Regions from separate parts of the Zea mays genome. Here region 1 is linked to region 2. A link is a contact called in public Hi-C data. All regions are on one chromosome and are shown on one strand. The core of a region is the stretch at or near the end of the contact, and the rest is flanking DNA. Distances in the headings are between cores, read along the strand shown. Region 1 holds the start of LOC100272420 (putative protein kinase superfamily protein). Region 2 holds the start of LOC100193027 (AP-1 complex subunit gamma-1).

Region 1 (4,853 bases), core at 1,529-4,028, 140 kb after region 2:
AAAAAAAAACTTAGAAAAAAACAATGCCTATACAATTCCCATTCACGTCAAACCGCACAGACTAATCATCAATACCACAAATACGCACTCTACAATCTCCTAGAACAGCAATATATCGCAACTCACGCCCCAACCAGTTCTTTATCTTTCTTCAGCGGCGGCGCAGAGTCCGTGCTCCCATCTGGGGTCGGTGTTCCCTGCGAACTCACCGTCGTCGAGTCTGGGCTGAACAACTCCTCCCTTTCAAGCTTAACAAGCGTTTCTTTCGACTCGCCTTTCAGCAACGGCACGACTTGAAGCATCGTGGGTCTCTTTTCAGGTTCTGAACGTGTACACGCTAGACCGACCAACACCATCCTTCTCAGCTCAGGTCCAGAGAACTTGTCGCCCAGCTTTGAGTCCGCAATCTCGTCGTACCTGCCCTGCCTTGCGAGCGGGAGCACCCAGCTTCGGATTCCACAAGCCTTGCCAGAACCCGACTTCTCGACTGGCCTTCTGCCGCTCGCAAGCTCCAGCAGTATGATCCCGAAGCTGTATACATCGCAGCCTGCAGTTGGTTTGCCGGACATGGCGGCGTACTCGGGAGCAAGGTAGCCTCGCTGGCTCTCGCTGCTGGCTATCTTTTCGTGGTCCGTTCCGTCGTCGGGAATAAGCCTTGCCAGACCGAAATCGCCAGCGTGCGCCCGGAAGTCTGAATCCAGCAGCACGTTGGTGGCCTTGACGCTTCCGTGGATTATCTTAGGCGTTGCGTGGCGATGAAGGTACCTATGAGAAAGTACTTGAGTTATTTAGATCAACAGCGCGTGGATTATCAATGTTATTCTGCTACGAACAAAGATAATAGAGAACGGTTCGTTGTTGTTCACTGACAAGAGAGCCCGAGCGGTGCCCATGGCGATAGACGCTCGCCTCCGCCAGTCGAGGAGACACTCCGCGGAATGCGGTCCATGGAGATGTGCATACAGGCTTGAGTTTGCCATGAAGTCGTACACCAGAACGCGCTCGGGTCCGTCCGCACAGTATCCACGGAAGCTCAGGAGGTTTTTGTGTCTTATTCTTCCCAGTATCTCGACTTCTGAAGCAAATTCGGCTTCTGTGCCGTTCTTTGCGTTATTTAACCTCTTGACAGCAATCTGCATGAACGAAGGTTTTTGTGAAGTCAACCAATAGGCTGCATTGAGTTCAACCTAGTTTTTATATAATATATACAAAGCTGGATACGGACAATGACGCATGGAATGACACGTTGTCACAGTATTCCCAACCACTCAATTTGCATAGTATAGACAAAGCTACATATAAAAAAGAAATATATGTAGACACAGAACATATCATACCTAAGAGATGGGTTTGTCTATTAAGCATTGTATTGGGTTTTTTTCTTCCACAATGCCTAAAAACAAGGTTACTCTGCAGGAACATGAGACCTCAATCATAATTCTAAAAAGGGGCCACGTCCAATAGCTGCCACCATGACAGGCTAATGCAGGCATTTTTTTTCTTTTTTATTTACACAAGATGGAGATATGCAAACCTGTAGCCAGTTCACACGCACGCACGCACGCTTATATGTTTGTGTGTGTGTGTTTGTGTTGACTTCCCAATGACAACATATCCAAACTACCTAATAATAACGCAATCAAAGATCAATGTCCCAAAACAAAACAAAAGGAAACAGAAGCCAGTTGTTTGGTTATTTAATAATAACGCAATCAAAGGTCAATGTCCCAAAAAATAACTGTGACTGGGTGAACTGACAGGCAAGAAAACAAAAGGCGTAGAGTTGAAATTTTAATTCTCAGCAAGTATGAAGATGTAGGGAGCAGCAGGAACCTGAGAACCATCCCAGACTTGCCCCCAATACACGCTCCCAAGTGGCCCTTCTCCGATCTTGTTATCGTAATTGAAGCTGTTTGTTGCTGATCGAAGTTCTCTCAACGAGAACACCCACCTCAACGATCGCCTTCCTTCGTCAGACCTTACAAACCAAAGCAATTAAATACGTCATGATGAGCTACTACCAAATGACCTTCCAAGCATACACAGTACGTGAACTCGTATCCAGTTCCACTGCAAACCCCCCCTGTGCTGCCCCTAGAACAAATTTTCCTAATCCATAGAAGAAAAATCTGAATATTAGGATGGTTCATCGGACATGACCAGCATGGCAACATGCCGAATTTCCACACCGTTTCATAGCTATTTCTGAAGCTGAGGAACAGAATAAATTAAAGCCCGCAGCGTTTTACTTTGCACCCAAATCCCACCGCCAACGTTTGTAGTACAAGCAGTAGCGCTAAAACCAAACAAGGTGTCTTACTTACTACGTACGTATTTGGCAAATTCACTAGAGCGACCAAGTGCGAGGAGTTCGCCGTCATGTTCACGTGATCATGCCCCCCGCCCCGAGTCCCCGACGATCCTCAGAACATCCAACACCGATCGCCGAGCTCACACAACGCGGTGGGCTTGAGCAAACCCCAGAGAAACACAGAAGGGAGAGAGAAACGAAGCGGGGCTGGGGGGCAGGACGAGGAGCTGGCGACTTACAGGTCCTCCTCCGGGGACGCGGCGGCCCCGCCGCAGCAGAGGAGCCTGCGCGCGGCCCGCGGCAGCTTGGGGTGCATCGGCGTCGCGCGGAACAGGGGGAGCGGAACGGCTTGGAGTCGAAGAGACTCGGATGGAGTGGTGGCCGCTGCGGTGGGGGGACTTGGACCAGAGGAGGGGTGGGGGAGAGGCGGGCAGAGACGTAACAGCGGAGACCAGCCTCGCAGCTGCGCTTTCGGTGTGCGTGAGTGACCTGTTCGCCGCCTTTTTCTCGCCATTCCCACGCGCCGACGCAGGTTGGGTTGGGGATTCGGCAGCCCACGCCGCTGCTTGCCGTGCGGGGCAAATCCTGCTGGAGCTGGTGATGGGGGTTGGTTACACGGGTAACCACCACAACGTTCACCACCATCACTACACTAGGGCCGGCCGTCTGGTACGCGGAGCGGAAGGGGGATTATTCCATACGAGATGTTTCGGTTCTCCACAGCAATCAGTGGAAGAACGCGTGTACGGCTTGGCTTTGTTCACCTGCACCGATTCCTGGCATCAAGGACATGTAAAAAAATCAACGTGAATGAATATAAATAAATTGATGTGAACCGCTCGCCGTGGAGCGACTGGTCCTCCCTGGCAAATTATAGGAGATGGCAAGTAGCGCAGCATTTTGTTGGAGCTGTTTTTTTTTCATTGAGTAGGTACTCCTTCTGTTTCGTTGAACTATTCAGCGACAACTAAAAATAAACAGTTGGAGTATAAAATTTGAGAGGAGTTAGAAGAGCCATGTGTTCTACTGGACAGGCGGGATCATAGTAATATGGCTTCTCACTCTTCGTCGTAATAAATCTGACATCAACTATAACAAATATTATTATTCCACATATTTGTCACAAGGTTTCCAAATGGCTTCGGCTCAAATAATTCCATGAGAGTACCCAGAGTTTAGGGCTGGCTCTGGCCCCATACAAGAGAGGCAACTGTCCAGGCAACGTCTACACATCTCTTCGCATACATGCATAAGAAGCAGAAGAAAAAAAAAGAGGGCCATAGCCCATAGCCAGAGTTCCAATCCCGGGCCTTCTCAACGGCGTCGCGAAAGCCCGGCAGCAGCCAGTCCATGGGCAGCAAGTTGTCATATTATTGCCTGCTCAACTTTGTTGTCCATTTTTTTTCCTAAAGGAAATATTTTGTTCCTGAAAGGGAATTAGGCTTACACCTAGTTCCTAAATAATTTTAGTAGTTGAATTACCCAACACAAATAATCGGACTAACTAGTTTGCTCTAGTGTATAAGTTATACAGGTGTAAAAGGTTCACACTTAGCCAATAAAAAGATCAAATATTGGATTCAACAAAGGAGCAAAGGGACAACCGAAGGCACCTCTGGTCTGGGGCACCGGACTATCCGGTGTACACCGGACAGTGTCCGGTGCACCACCAGACAGTGTCCGGTGCACCAGAGGACTCCAACTTAAACTTGCCACCTTCGGGAATTTCCAGAGGCACTCCGCTATAATTCACCGGACTGTCCGGTGTACACCGGACAGTGTTCGGTGCTCCAAGGAAGAGCGGCCTCCGGAACTCGCCAGCCTCGGGAAAACGCAGCGGCTGCTCCGCTATAATTCACCGGACTGTCCGGTGAACCAGCAGAGCAACGGCTACTTCGCGCCAACGGTCATCTGCAGGCGCATTCAATGCGCGCCAGAAGTGCGCAGAAGTCAGGCACACCCATACTGGCGCACTGGACATTGAACAGTACATGTCCGGTGTGCACCGGACATCCAGGCGGGCCCAGAAGACAGAAGCTCCAACGGTTGGAATCCAATGGCATTGGTGACATGGCTGGCGCACCGGACATGTCCGGTGTGCACCGGACTGTCCGGTGCACCATTCGACAGACAGCCTCCACCAACGGTCATGTTTGGTGGTTGGGGCTATAAATACCCCAACCACCCCACCATTCATTGCATCCAAGTTTTCCACTTCTCAACCAATTACAAGAGCTAGGCATTCAATTCTAGACACACCAAAGAGATCAAATCCTCTCCAATTCCACACAAGGCTTTAGTGATTAGCGAGAGAGATTTGCCGTATTCTTTTGAGCTCTTGCGCTTGGATTGCTTCTTTTCTTTCTCACTTGTTCTTGTGATCAAAACTCCATTGTAATCAAGGCAAGAGGCACCAATTGTGTGGTGGCCCTTGCGGGGAAGTTTTGTTCCCGGTTTTGATTTTAGAAGAGAAGCTCACTCGGTCCGAGGGACCGTTTGAGAGAGGGAAGGGTTGAAAGAGACCCGGCCTTTGTGGCCTCCT
Region 2 (4,853 bases), core at 374-2,873:
AAAAAGGATAAGCACTGGTGATTGGAGATGGATGGAAGTGCCAACTTAGAAATGTTCATGGCACAAGTGAGGACAGTGATGATAAGGGTTCTCCAATGACAAATTTATTAGAGTTAATACCTAATGTGTATGATTTTCCAGTACAATCACTCATCACTTACCTCTTAAGCATGGGTCTGGTGGTGTTATCAGCTGAGATAGTGAAATGGCAACTATTGTTCTGGTCAAGCTTATTAAAACGATAAAACGTTGGAACGCTCATGGGTGAAATTTTGACTTTTAAGGGTTGATTTGGTGACAAGGGGATCCCGGGAGGATTGGAGAGGATTGAGGGGGAAATAAACTAATTTCCCCCTCAATCCCCTCCAATCCTCCCGGGATCCCGGGTCACCAAATCAGCCCTAAACGTTTAAACAAAAGTTTAAACGTAGTTTTAAACAACATAGGAAAAATACCAATATATCATAATTTCAGACAATAATATGAAGTTAAATATCAAAACAGAGAGGTTAGTGGTTTACCAAAACTTCACCCATGAACTGGATTGAACCCCAAAAGTAACTAATAGACCGGGCCCAAAAATAGCTAATGGTCTAAAATGCATAAAACACTGCGTTTTACAGTTTAGAACGCCAAAACGTGATTTCAACCTCTAATTAGAGTTTTGACGTTTAAACTTAGTTTAAACATCGTTTAAACGTAGCTTTAATAACACTGGTTCTGGTCCTTGAAACATATTAATAGTTAACTTTGTGTTTGTTGAATTAGAAGCAGAACTACTACACTCCAGGAACAGGAATATCATTACAAGCACTTAAACAAAATTCACTAGGGGCTAAACTATCATGTCAAAATGAGCACCTTCTTCTTTGTATTAGGGTCCCTATTTTGTAACAGCCGCTCCACTTCAGGAGCAAGATCACGCGCCATTTCAGCAGAACATATATTGCCAAGGGCACAGAGTGCAAGACCAACAATGAACTGGTTTGAGTGGTTAAGATCTCTGCCCACGTTAAGTAATTACAATCAGAAACAACGCATAACAATCAACAAACACAACTGTTAAGTGCAGACAGGGTGGATACTGCTTGAGAGAGTTGGTGACGAGCATGAGGACCTCCTGCCGCTCGTCGAGCAGCAGCATGAGTCCTAGATAGCCGATGCGCTTCTCGGGGAAGCCTGCGGCAGCAATAAGTTTGAGGCACTCCATCTGGCCGAAGTGTGTGGGGTAGCCGAGCATGTGGATGAACATGAGCTTGGCCATGTTCCGATGCCGGTAGTCCTGGTCGCCCTCGCTGATAGCGGCCCGTATCGCCGCGCACTCCCGCCGCACCACGGCGCGCTCCTCTGCTGCCGTCTTGCACGCGCGTATCGCACGTATCATGTCCCTGTGAAGAATAAACGCACTCGACTACGTTACACCACGCGCAGATTCGAGGAGTCCGTACGAGGGATGACGCGATGTGAGAGAGGACTGCTCACCGGAGGCGGGTACCGGAGGAGAAGGGATTGATGGCGAGGTCCATGGCGAAGTCCTCGACGATCCTCTCGACGGTATCAAGGGCGGGGCGGCGAGGGATCACCGCCGCAGTGGCGGACGAGGAGGACGGCCAGGCGGATCTGGGAGGCGGTGATGGTGGTGGTGGGATTTGCGAAGAGGCCCCTGCTTTGTGCTTCGGATTTGTTTAGTCTGAGAGTCCAAGCTCCGAGGGGATTAGTGGGCAACGGGATGATTATTCTGATCTCAGACCACCGTGGACCGTGGTAGGCTGTCTTTGCACTGTAGGACTTCGCCATTGGACAATGTTTCTATGGTAAAATTTGAAATAGAGGATCTATTAAGATGATCTAAGATCATGTTTGATATATTAATCTAATAGTTGCATACTATTAGTTGTTAAAATTAGCTAAAAATATTTAAACATATCTTGCTAATAGTTTAGTTATTTAGCTACTTTTAATAAATTAGCTAATAACATGTAGCTATTTATTAGCTAGCTATTTTTTCGACATTTGTAGCCAACTAAATATTCGTTTTAATGCATTCAAACATCATTTTCCTAGTTTTACGGTTCCCTATTTAAATTGTAAAAATACTAAAGTTACATATAAATAAAAATTCAAATTATGATTGTTGTCTCTAAACTCACATAAAACTATCAACAGAACACACATGTCTTTATGTTTTGTATTACATCCTTAAGCATAAATCCAATTGATCAATTCTCCTTAGTCAAGGTTCAGCTAGGCGCTAGGCGGAATCTAGGCGGTGACCCATTGTCTAGCGCCTAGTCGGGAGTACTCGGTCTTAGGCGCTTTTCTAGACGTTTTGGCAATATAGCCATAAATTATATATATTATGTATATAACTATATATACGTATATAACTACTATATATGAGTCACAGACTCGCAGTAATTATAAAAAGAAGGCCAGTAGACATATCTGATTCCTAGCTGAGCTTACTCTTGCATGTTCCTAGCTCCTGCAAGGCTACAACACATTTTGACAGCTAGTAGTTAGTAAATTAGTCAATAGACAGCTAGCTGTTCATCAAAAAAATAGAAAACACTAAATTGTGACTTATCTGGATGATTTCAGCAGCCTCCCATTCATAAGCAATTGAGCACATCATATCAGCAGCTGGTAATTACAACACAAGTGGATATGACAGTAATACAAGTGTAGAACACAATTTATAAATAAAGGACAGCACAAGCACATAGTTCTTAGTTTAGGTCTCACACAAAATTTGTGAGGCTGTGAGCTTCCAACACAAGTGACTTCTTCTAACTCCTCTCCAACCCTAGATACATTCACTTCCTCTCTAAGTTCTAGCACACGAACAGTCTTCCCTCCCTCTTCCTTTTTGCAGCCTTTATTGCTTTCTTGCACTTCTCTTTAGCCTCTAGAGCCTGCGGTGTTGCAGACGTGCATTTCTTCACATTCTTTCCAACATGGGTAAGATGCTCCTTCAACCTATAAATCCCTCCCCTCATATCCTTGTCACAGAACTTACACTTCACATTGTCTTTGTTGTTAGCATCAACAAGAACACCATATTCCCATCCAACATCATCTGAATTTCTTTTTAGGAGATTCGCTCTAGCTGCTTCAGTTTCAGAAGGTGCAGTTGCAGTTTCTGATGACATCCTTAATCCTTTCACTTGTACACCGCAGGCTACCTTTCACTTGTACACCGCAGGCTATCCTTACTCTTGTACAAGTAGGAAACAGGGGAGGCCAAGTTAGCAGGGGAGGAAAGCAGGGAGGCGGTTAGCAGGGGAGCGACTTGTGGAGGGGGATGAGCAGGGAGGGGAGCAGCCGACGGGGGAGGAGAACTCATCGGCGGGGGAGCAGGGAGGGGAGCAGCTGGAGGGGATGAGCAGGGAGGCAAGTTCTCGTGTGGAGGAGGGAGACCGAGCGGGAGCAGCGCGCGCGCTAAAAAAATTGCCGCGCGCTCCCGCCGCCCGCCTGCGCGCCGCAAAGTCGCCGCGGAGGCGCGGTTGAGCGCCGCCTAGGCGCTGCGCCGGCCCGCCTAAACGCCGCACAGAGCTCTAGGCTACGCGGCAGCCCACCGATTAGCGCCTAGGCGCGCTAGTCGCCGCCTAGCCGAACACTGTCCTTAGTTGACTAATACCTCCATTTCTACTATGTTAGGCATCCTCTAGAACAAAGGAAAAGTGAAGAAATTTTAAAGGATTATTACTCTACTAGGTAAATGCCCGTGCGTTGCAACGGAAACATATAATAACACGATAACTTATGTATAAATATGTCGAGAAAATATTTTGTAATCCATTTATGATCTTAGCCATACACAAATTTTGTTATTTTAATATAACTATTTCATCACTACATTATAACCATCAGTATCATACATACTTCTATTTATGATTTTAATAATGTCATGTCAATTGTATCATTTAAATGCTAAGACTATCACAATAAATTACAAACTTATACAAATCTTCAGAAAATATCACAAGGTCTTACAATTCAAACGATGCAACAAATTAAAAAGCGTCTAAATCAATGAAAGCAATGCAGGTTAGGGCAATGTAGCATGATATGGAATGACACAAGATGACTTCAGTGCATCTGCTTAGCTTCTCGGCAAACAAATTTCACTGCATCTTCTTCAATTATTTATTCCTGTATGGGGCATATAAATTCCCAAATAAATGCACATGAATCAATCATTTGTTGATAAACACAGAAACCTTCTTGTTGCAGACATAATTCCTAAATAAAGGCACATGAATTAAATTGACCATGTATGCAGACATAATTCAGGATAAATCACCATACATGTTTAAACTGCACTTGTGAGCTTCATCCAGTATGATTATTGAGTAATAGTTCGACTCAGGATTTGAAAAGTTTTCATGAAGAACACGTCTATGAGGTATATGTAAGAATTTAAATCCACGAATTTAGAATCAGTGCACTTATAAAAACAGGTGAAGAATTTAAATTTATGAATTTAGAATTAGTGCACCTATACAAATTGCATAACCGACTTGATCTGTGAGGGCCACCAAGCTAGCAAGCTCTTTCTGTAAAATAATAAATAAGTGTTCTTATTCACAAAAAACTTCATATATGTTTTGTATTTGAAGACAATAAAGAACATAAATAACTTTCAATTATTGAGTAAAACAACTAACACAGAGTATGTTGTATATCATGCTACATTATACTAATTAGATATCTAGAAACGCATGACCCAATGCATTAACCTCGCCATTTGACTCCATAGTTATTTCTCAATTCAAGAACATGGAAAATTATATAAAATAATATTCACTATTAAGAAACATCGTTTTAGCCGTTGCCATACACGCAGATGC

Evidence for each region. A called contact is a pair of places that touch in the nucleus more often than the background predicts.
Region 1: a contact with region 2 is called in a Hi-C map of bundle sheath, with 1.9 times the contacts expected there. The contact joins the promoter of LOC100272420 here to the promoter of LOC100193027 in region 2. A contact is called at or near these places in 2 of 25 Hi-C or Micro-C datasets (bundle sheath and leaf).

Annotation. Positions count from the first base shown.
Region 1 is chr9:17,807,438-17,812,290 of Zm-B73-REFERENCE-NAM-5.0, forward strand. LOC100272420 (putative protein kinase superfamily protein) reads right to left here and starts at 2,779. Exons shown (of 4, transcript NM_001146897.1): 1 at 2,551-2,779; 2 at 1,834-1,978; 3 at 871-1,133; 4 at 1-765. The coding sequence starts at 2,627. The coding sequence ends at 123.
Region 2 is chr9:17,669,791-17,674,643 of Zm-B73-REFERENCE-NAM-5.0, forward strand. It overlaps LOC100193027 (AP-1 complex subunit gamma-1), which reads right to left and starts at 1,624. Exons shown (of 19, transcript NM_001358524.1): 1 at 1,483-1,624; 2 at 1,086-1,388; 3 at 862-1,003. The coding sequence starts at 1,526.